Linked DNA regions of Zea mays: region 2 is linked to region 1. Evidence: chromatin contacts called from public Hi-C data. All regions are on one chromosome and are shown on one strand. The core of a region is the stretch at or near the end of the contact, and the rest is flanking DNA. Distances in the headings are between cores, read along the strand shown. Region 1 holds the start of LOC103627405 (BTB/POZ domain-containing protein At2g24240). Region 2 holds the start of LOC100276580.

Region 1 (3,592 bases), core at 575-3,074:
ACCATTACGCTCGCTTTCAGTTCCAGCCCCAAACCCGCGAGCACAGGCACCGAGATCGCGACATCAGGCGACCTGCTAGATTTGCGAGCCACGCACCCGCACTTCAGGAGAGCAACCTCCTCGTCCCACGCACCGAACCGGCCAACCCACTCCAGTGATCGCCGGCGCCCGCCCCACCACAGGGCGGAGGCGGAGTCCCCCAGCCACTCCGGATGTGTTTGGTTGCTTGGCCCAGCATGAGCCTGTCTCAGTGAGAGGCCCAGGCTCAATGGAGCCCGCATGTATAAAGCCCATCTAAAATGTTTGGTTGCCTGGTCAAAATGAACCAGGCCCATATGATACATTGTTTGGTTCGCATTTTTTTTAGCTTAGCCTAATTGGGTTGCCACCAGTTTTAATGTGTAAAATGCAGCTCCCGCCAAATTAAAAAAATTTAAGTGCTATTAAACAAATTACAGCAGATTTGAACTAAAAATATGATTTTGACCCATAAATGTAACTAATTGCAATCATCCAATCATTTGAATATCCAATCAGTTGATACTATAAACACATTGTTTGGTACTGATGACAGAAACTATAAACAGAAACTGTAAACATAAACAGAAACTGTTGGCAGACCAACAATTTGTGAATATCCAATCATTTGAATTACAATCATATGAACTATAGTAGCAACATAAACAATTTGTTGGCAGACCAACAAACATAAATAGAATCTGCCAGAAACAATTTGTAATTCCATATCCAGATCCAGTTTCTCATGCATATCTAGTTTGTGACAGAAACAAAATTGCCTTAGAAATCATGAGAGTATCTAGACCAACAAACATAAACAGAAACTCATGAGAGTAATTTGATACAGATGTGGCTCTCTAAAATATAAATAAGATATAAAAACGTGATTGACTCTCTAAAATATAAAAAGACTTTTGAAGATTGAAAATATATAGATAGTGGTATTTTATGGAAAAATGACTCTCCAAATGATAATTTAGATTGTGAAATTTTGAAACGACTCTTGGGACTACTTCGTATCAATCGTGTGCAATAACTGGTTTGACATCTACTTTACATGGGTGTATATATCTATATATGTAATCAATCAATCTATATATGTAATCAATCAAAGAAGAAATTAAAGAAGCATAAAAAAACTAATTAACAAACCAAAACCCAACCCGTCGCTGATCTCCACGCCCAGGTGGCCGCTCTCGATGGCGATCCTCTCGGCGCTGTCGGCGGGGAGGCACTTGTGCAGCGAGTCGAACACCACGGAGAAGTACCGGAGACTGGCCGTGAAAGGTGGAAGCAGCAGCCGCGCCAGCCGCGCCTTGGTTCGCCGCAGCTCGTCGTGGCTCGTGCCGGAGCCGGTGATTCGCAGGGAAACTGGCTCGTCGCCGTCGCCGTCGTGTTATGCGCTGCTCGTTCTCGCGCTCGTGCTCGCGGCGGCGGCCGACAGGGACTAGATCAAGGAGGGCCACTGGAAGTCGTACGACACGTCGAGGTCGACCACGTGGAGGTGCCGGCGATGGTGGCCGCCGCTCTGGAACGCCTCCGCGATGGCGACTGCGAGTGAACCGGAGAGGCGAGAGCCGCGGCGGCTGCGGCTGCGAGTGAACTCGAGAGGCAAGTGAACCCTAGCGCAGTGGGCGAGCACGGGCCAGGCTGATACGCGAAGAAAGTTAGCTACGTTTCAATTGGGTCTGGCCACGAAGTTAGATGTGGCTCGCCTCAGCCAGGCCTCCAAGCTGGGCCAGGATACCAAACATGACGTGATTGTTTCAAATGGGCCTGGTCGTGCGTTGGGCCAGGCAACCAAACATACCCTCCCTGTCCCACTCCCGTCTCGCGTCAACGCAACAACCGCCGGGGTGTGGACGTGTGCGCAGTGACGTCGTGCGCGAGACGACCAAATCCTCTAGGTTCTTGGACCTGGCCGACCTGCCGTTGCCCACTGCCGCGCCCGCGCCTCCTTTTCTCCGTCCCAGCCCAGCCGGCACGTCAGCTCCGCACGATGCTGCCGCGCCGTTATATACGCCAGCTCCGCGACCCGGGTCCTCCTGCCCGTCTCATCCCCCACGATTCAAAACGGCCGTGCGCACCAACTATAACCTGCGACAGCGGCTCCTTTTGCGATCCATCGGCCATGTGCACTCCCGCGGCGTGCCGCGGGCGCGTGCGCATCAACGTCGGCGGGCGGGTGTTCGAGACGACGGCCGCCACGCTCTCCAGCGCGGGGCGGGACACCATGCTCGGCGCCATGGTGGACGCCTCCTGGAACGCGTGCCCCGACGGCGCGGCCGAGTACTTCATCGACCGCGACCCGGCGTGCTTCGCGGTGCTGCTGGACCTCCTCCGCACGGGGGCGCTCCACGTGCCGCCGGGCGTCCCCGAGGCGACGCTCTACCGCGAGGCGCTCTACTACGGCCTCCTGGACCGCGTCCGCGCCGCGCGCCTCGGGGAGCTGGACGGCGACCGCGTCCGCCTGGCGGCGTCCGTGCCCGGGCGCGCGCCGGGGGACGGCACGGCCGTCCGCGCCGCGCCCGACGGCGGCTGCTGCGTCGCGCACGGCGGCGCCGTGCGCGTCTACAACTGGATGCTCGAGGAGCGCCGCCCCGTGTGCCTCGCCCACGCGCCGGTCAACGACGCGGCGTACCTGGACGCCGCCACGCTCCTGGTCGCCGCGCGGGAGCGGCCCGGCCGCCGCGACGGCCACGACGGCGGCGTGGCCGCCTTCTCCGCGCTCACGGGCGGCCTGCGCCACCGCTTCCGCGTCGCGCACGCCCGCCAGCCTCGGTCGTTCACCGCCGGCGCCCTGGCCTTCGACGGGGGAGGAGGGTCAGGGTGCGCCGTCTTCGCGAGCTGCAAGGGCCGGCTCAACGAGTACGGCGTCGGCGTCTGGGACCGCAACACGGGCGAGCAGGCCGACTTCTTCTACGAGCCGCCCGGCTGCGCGCTAGGCGACGCCGACAGGCTCCAGTGGCTGGACGGCACCGGCGCGCTCATGGTGGCCACGATGTTCCCGCGGGCCGACTCCTCCTCCATCAGCCTGCTCGACTTCAGGGACAGGAGCGTCGTCTGGTCGTGGTCCGACGTCGGCACGCCGGCGTCGCTCGAGGACAAGCACGCGGTACACGCCGTCGCGATGGAGGACGGGAGGTCGGTGTGCGTGATCAACCAGTACGACGACCTCGGCTTCCTCGACCTCCGGAGCAGCGCCGGCGGCGTGCGGTGGCGATCGCGGAGCAAGCTGGCGGCGGGCGGGAAGGCGAAAGCGCTCGGCGAGGAGGTCTGTTACCCGAAGCTCGCCACGTACGGCGGCCAGCTGTTCGCGTCGACGGGCGACGCCATCTCGGTGTTCAGCGGCCCCGACCACGTGCTCACGTCGACGCTGCGCCGCAGCGAAGGCGGCGCCATCTGCGACTTCTCCATCGGCGGCGATCGCATCTTCGCTCTGCACAGCGACGAGAATGTCTTCGACGTATGGGAGACGCCGCCGCCGGCGATCATCTGACCGTGTCACGGCAGGATTAGCCGTGTTTCTCTTGCTCGTTGGTGGTAGTAGTAATTGGTAAAAGGAATTACTGAC
Region 2 (3,592 bases), core at 312-2,811, 270 kb before region 1:
CAACTTGCATGCATGTATGCATGAATGCATGCCCTGGCGCCCTGCCCCGTCCGAAAATATAATGTCGGTCCTCGCTCTTCAGCTATTCTCGGCCGGCGCGGCGCGGGCCAGTGCCAGTGCATCCACACAGGCAGCCGTTGGTGTTTTCCACGGTGCACGTGAGGCGCCGTGTAGCTTCCCCATGGACATTGGACAGGCACCGCGCGCTGGGATCCTCCTCGGCCACCACCAGCACCACCTAGCTTCTTCTCCTCTCTCTCTCTCTCTACACCGCACCGCACCGCAGGGTAGCTTAGCTAGCGCATCAGTACGTACAGGCGGCCACGAGCTGCGTATTGATCCTGGGATAGAATATTGGCGTACGGACCGCTCCAGCGCTCGGTTCCCGTGCTTCCTGCCCAAGCTAGCTTTGACCGTCAAAGCGCGCGGTCGCGGAGCCGGCCGGACTGGCGGGGCGCGCGGCGCTGGCCAAGCAGACTTGCCTGCCTGATGACTGCTCTGCTAGTAGTAAAAGGTGGGCGGTGTCGCGCGGTGAAAAAGTGAAACACATGCCGTTGAACGGGGTTCTAATCTCTGGCTTAGCTGGGGAGGGGTGTTGAAGAGCACGTTTAACCCCCTCGGTTACGCCGTGCTCGTACGTACGGGTTAAACAAAGGAAAGAGGGGCCCCGCGATCGCCGGTCAAAAATACCGGGCGCTCCGTCCGGGGGGGTTGAGAGAGACACAAAGGTAAAAGGGCCACCGCCACCCCCTCTGCATGTATGTCATGTCTTGCTACTAGACGCCGCGCGCATGCATGCAGATGCAGCTCGTCGCGTCCCGTAGAGACTAGAGACTGCGTTGCGTTTGGCACTTGAGTCCCGTCCGTGTGCACACACGCTCGCGTTTCTCCACTAGCTGGACGCTGTGCATGCACGCGCGCACGTTGCACGTTCGGATTATTTGGTCAGTGGCAAGGCTTAGTTAACTATTGTTTGCTCCGTCGAATAAATCTACTGACAGGTAGGCGACTATCAGACATGACATGAGTGGACGAGTGGGTGCTCTGCGAGACTTTTGTTTTGAAAATGCGCGCGTCAGAGGGCTCGGATTCGGCGATTAAACATATCGCCCAGCGAACGCGTACGTGTCACAGGCGCGGCGGGACCGTCGCCGCCCGTGCATGGGCTGCAGGTGGCAGCCGCCATGCGGCCCCCGGCCATTTCCCGGGAGGCATGGTGGGTCTTGGTCGCGGCGCGTGTGCACGGCTGCACCCGCGCGCGGCGCGCGTCACTGTTGCATGGCGGGTCGGCACTTCGCCACGGCCCACGGGTCTCTCGAGCGGACACGAGTCGTGCTGAATTAGTTGCTGGTTCACTCCGGCCCGAGCAAGAGGCCCAGGATATGCGGACACGAGTCGGCCCGAGTGGGTGCTTGGGCCCAATTTGCTGTGGGCTGCAATATGCACCGCGTGTAGAACCATCGGAGTCCCGTACACGCTAGTGTTGGCGACTCCAAGAGTGTTCTTATCGCCCCGAAGGCGGTCTCCACTCTCTACAGACAGCCGCCACCGCCGCCGGTGGTTCACAAGCAGCCGGTAGGTACTCAACCCAAACCGCAAGGAGGACACGGAACCCAAATTCCAGCACGACTCATCCAGCCAGCAGCCCAAGCGAACCTAGGGCCCTTGAGCTCCCTCCCGCATGGCGTTCCCGTGGTGCCTCTCGGCTCCGGCCGCCGTCCCGCCTGTGGCGCCCGCGCCGGGCACCTTTGGCGTATCCGCGTCGGTCACCGCCCTCGCGCGTGTGCCGGTTCTCGCCGGTAGGCGGCGCAGGTGGAGCACGCTCGTGGTCTGCGCGGCCCCCGACGAGGAGAAGATTACCAAGCGGTCGCCCCTCGATTTCCCCATCGTAATTCTCTTGCTCTTCAACTTACCATCGGTTCATTTCATTTTAGCAGCTTGTTCTGGTGGGATTGGAGGAGGCTATAGGCTGCCCAATAACCGGTTTAGGGAGCGGGCAAAATCGGTAGAAATGTTACGTAAGTTGTGGTGTGGACAGGTTGTTCCGGTTGGGTATGCCTATGCTTTAGCTTTCGGATGTGGATTCGGTCTTCATCTACTTTTTAAGTTTTGCCATTTCGTATATCTCTGGCGAAGATACCTTTACGAAAATGATAATTTTTCACCCTATGATTTATTATGAGTGTAATAATTTCATCTGCGCTAACATAAACTTTTATTGCTATAACTTTCTGGGGTTCTTTTGCAGCTAGTAGCTCGTTGTGCTGATAGATATTTGGAGCTTCAATTTTATATTCGCTCCTAAATACTGACTACAGTCTACAAATAAGCCCTAAATGTCCTTCTGAATGTGTAGCTTCTATATATGTTTTTCTTTGTAAGAGTCTTTCATCATCAAAGATTCAAAATGAGAGAATGTTGTGGCGAGCAGTCATGAGCTGGTTTTGGTGAACTCTTAATTTCTTTAAGGCTTGACTATGTAAATGGCTTCATGACTGTATGACTGCATGTATTACATGTTGTGATGTACAGTATGTAGATACTGATCCTAGCCTTTCTTGGTAATGTTTTTTTGTGTACAACCAAAGTGGCGATTGCAGATCTGTTGCAACTTTTTCCAATGATTATTAGCTATTGGTGTGGAAGATCTGTCCAGCCTAGCAAAAATAATGTTCAAACATGACTAGTGATTTAGATCTGTTGACATCAACATTAATTTCTCTGTTGTTTGATTGTTGCTAGGAATGGGAGAGACCAAAGCCTGGGAGGAGACCTGATATCTTCCCTAAGTTCAGCCCAATGAAGACACCATTACCGCATCCGTTACCAGCTGATGATCCTCTGGATGATGATCAAGAGGAGGAAGAGGAAGAACAACCACCACCACAGGAGGAGCCACAAGAGGATGATCCAGACAAGGAAGAACCTGAGGAAGATGACCCGGACAAGCCAACCGAGTAACTTCTGGATGGCTTGAACTGTGGTAGATATAGGCAGCGGGCAAAGATGTGCTACATCTTTGGAGCACGCCAAGAGATCTCAGTTCTATTCGAACTGTTTGTTCTGCCGGCTTATATAGGCTCTAGATGCATAAGTTTGTTATGACCTTTGAGCTTTTCTAAAGCTATGGAAGTTTTGTTTTACGGATTACAGATTACGGTGCCATATCTGTGATGATATGCATTCACACTTCTATCTTAAGTTAGCGTGTACATTACAACAAGAAGTCTGCAGCAAGCCAGCAACTGTTACTCCAAATTCTTTTGCTCAGGTGTGTTTGGTCATAGGAACTAAAGTTTAGCATATGTCACGTTGAATGTTTGAATGACTATTAAGAGCATTAAATATAGTCTAATTGTAAAATTAATTATATATCTGAAGAATAAATAGTTTGGTGATTTATTAAACCTAATTAATCTATTATTAATATGTTTATTGTAAATCTATTATTAATATGTTTATTGTAGTGAATTGTGAGCTAATTAGATTTAATAAGTTCGTTTTATCGTTTAGTTCTTATTTATATAATTAGTTTTGCAATTAAATTATATTTCATATTTGTAACTAATTAGTATCCAAACATTTGATAATA

The links. A called contact is a pair of places that touch in the nucleus more often than the background predicts.
Region 2: a contact with region 1 is called in a Hi-C map of ear, with 2.8 times the contacts expected there. The contact joins the promoter of LOC100276580 here to the promoter of LOC103627405 in region 1. A contact is called at or near these places in 8 of 25 Hi-C or Micro-C datasets (bundle sheath, ear, leaf and 3 more).

Annotation. Positions count from the first base shown.
Region 1 is chr5:187,688,877-187,692,468 of Zm-B73-REFERENCE-NAM-5.0, reverse strand. LOC103627405 (BTB/POZ domain-containing protein At2g24240) reads left to right here and starts at 1,824. Exons shown (of 1, transcript XM_008647697.3): 1 at 1,824-3,592. The coding sequence starts at 2,018. The coding sequence ends at 3,517.
Region 2 is chr5:187,955,198-187,958,789 of Zm-B73-REFERENCE-NAM-5.0, reverse strand. LOC100276580 reads left to right here and starts at 1,561. Exons shown (of 2, transcript NM_001374065.1): 1 at 1,561-1,888; 2 at 2,743-3,370. The coding sequence starts at 1,682. The coding sequence ends at 2,961.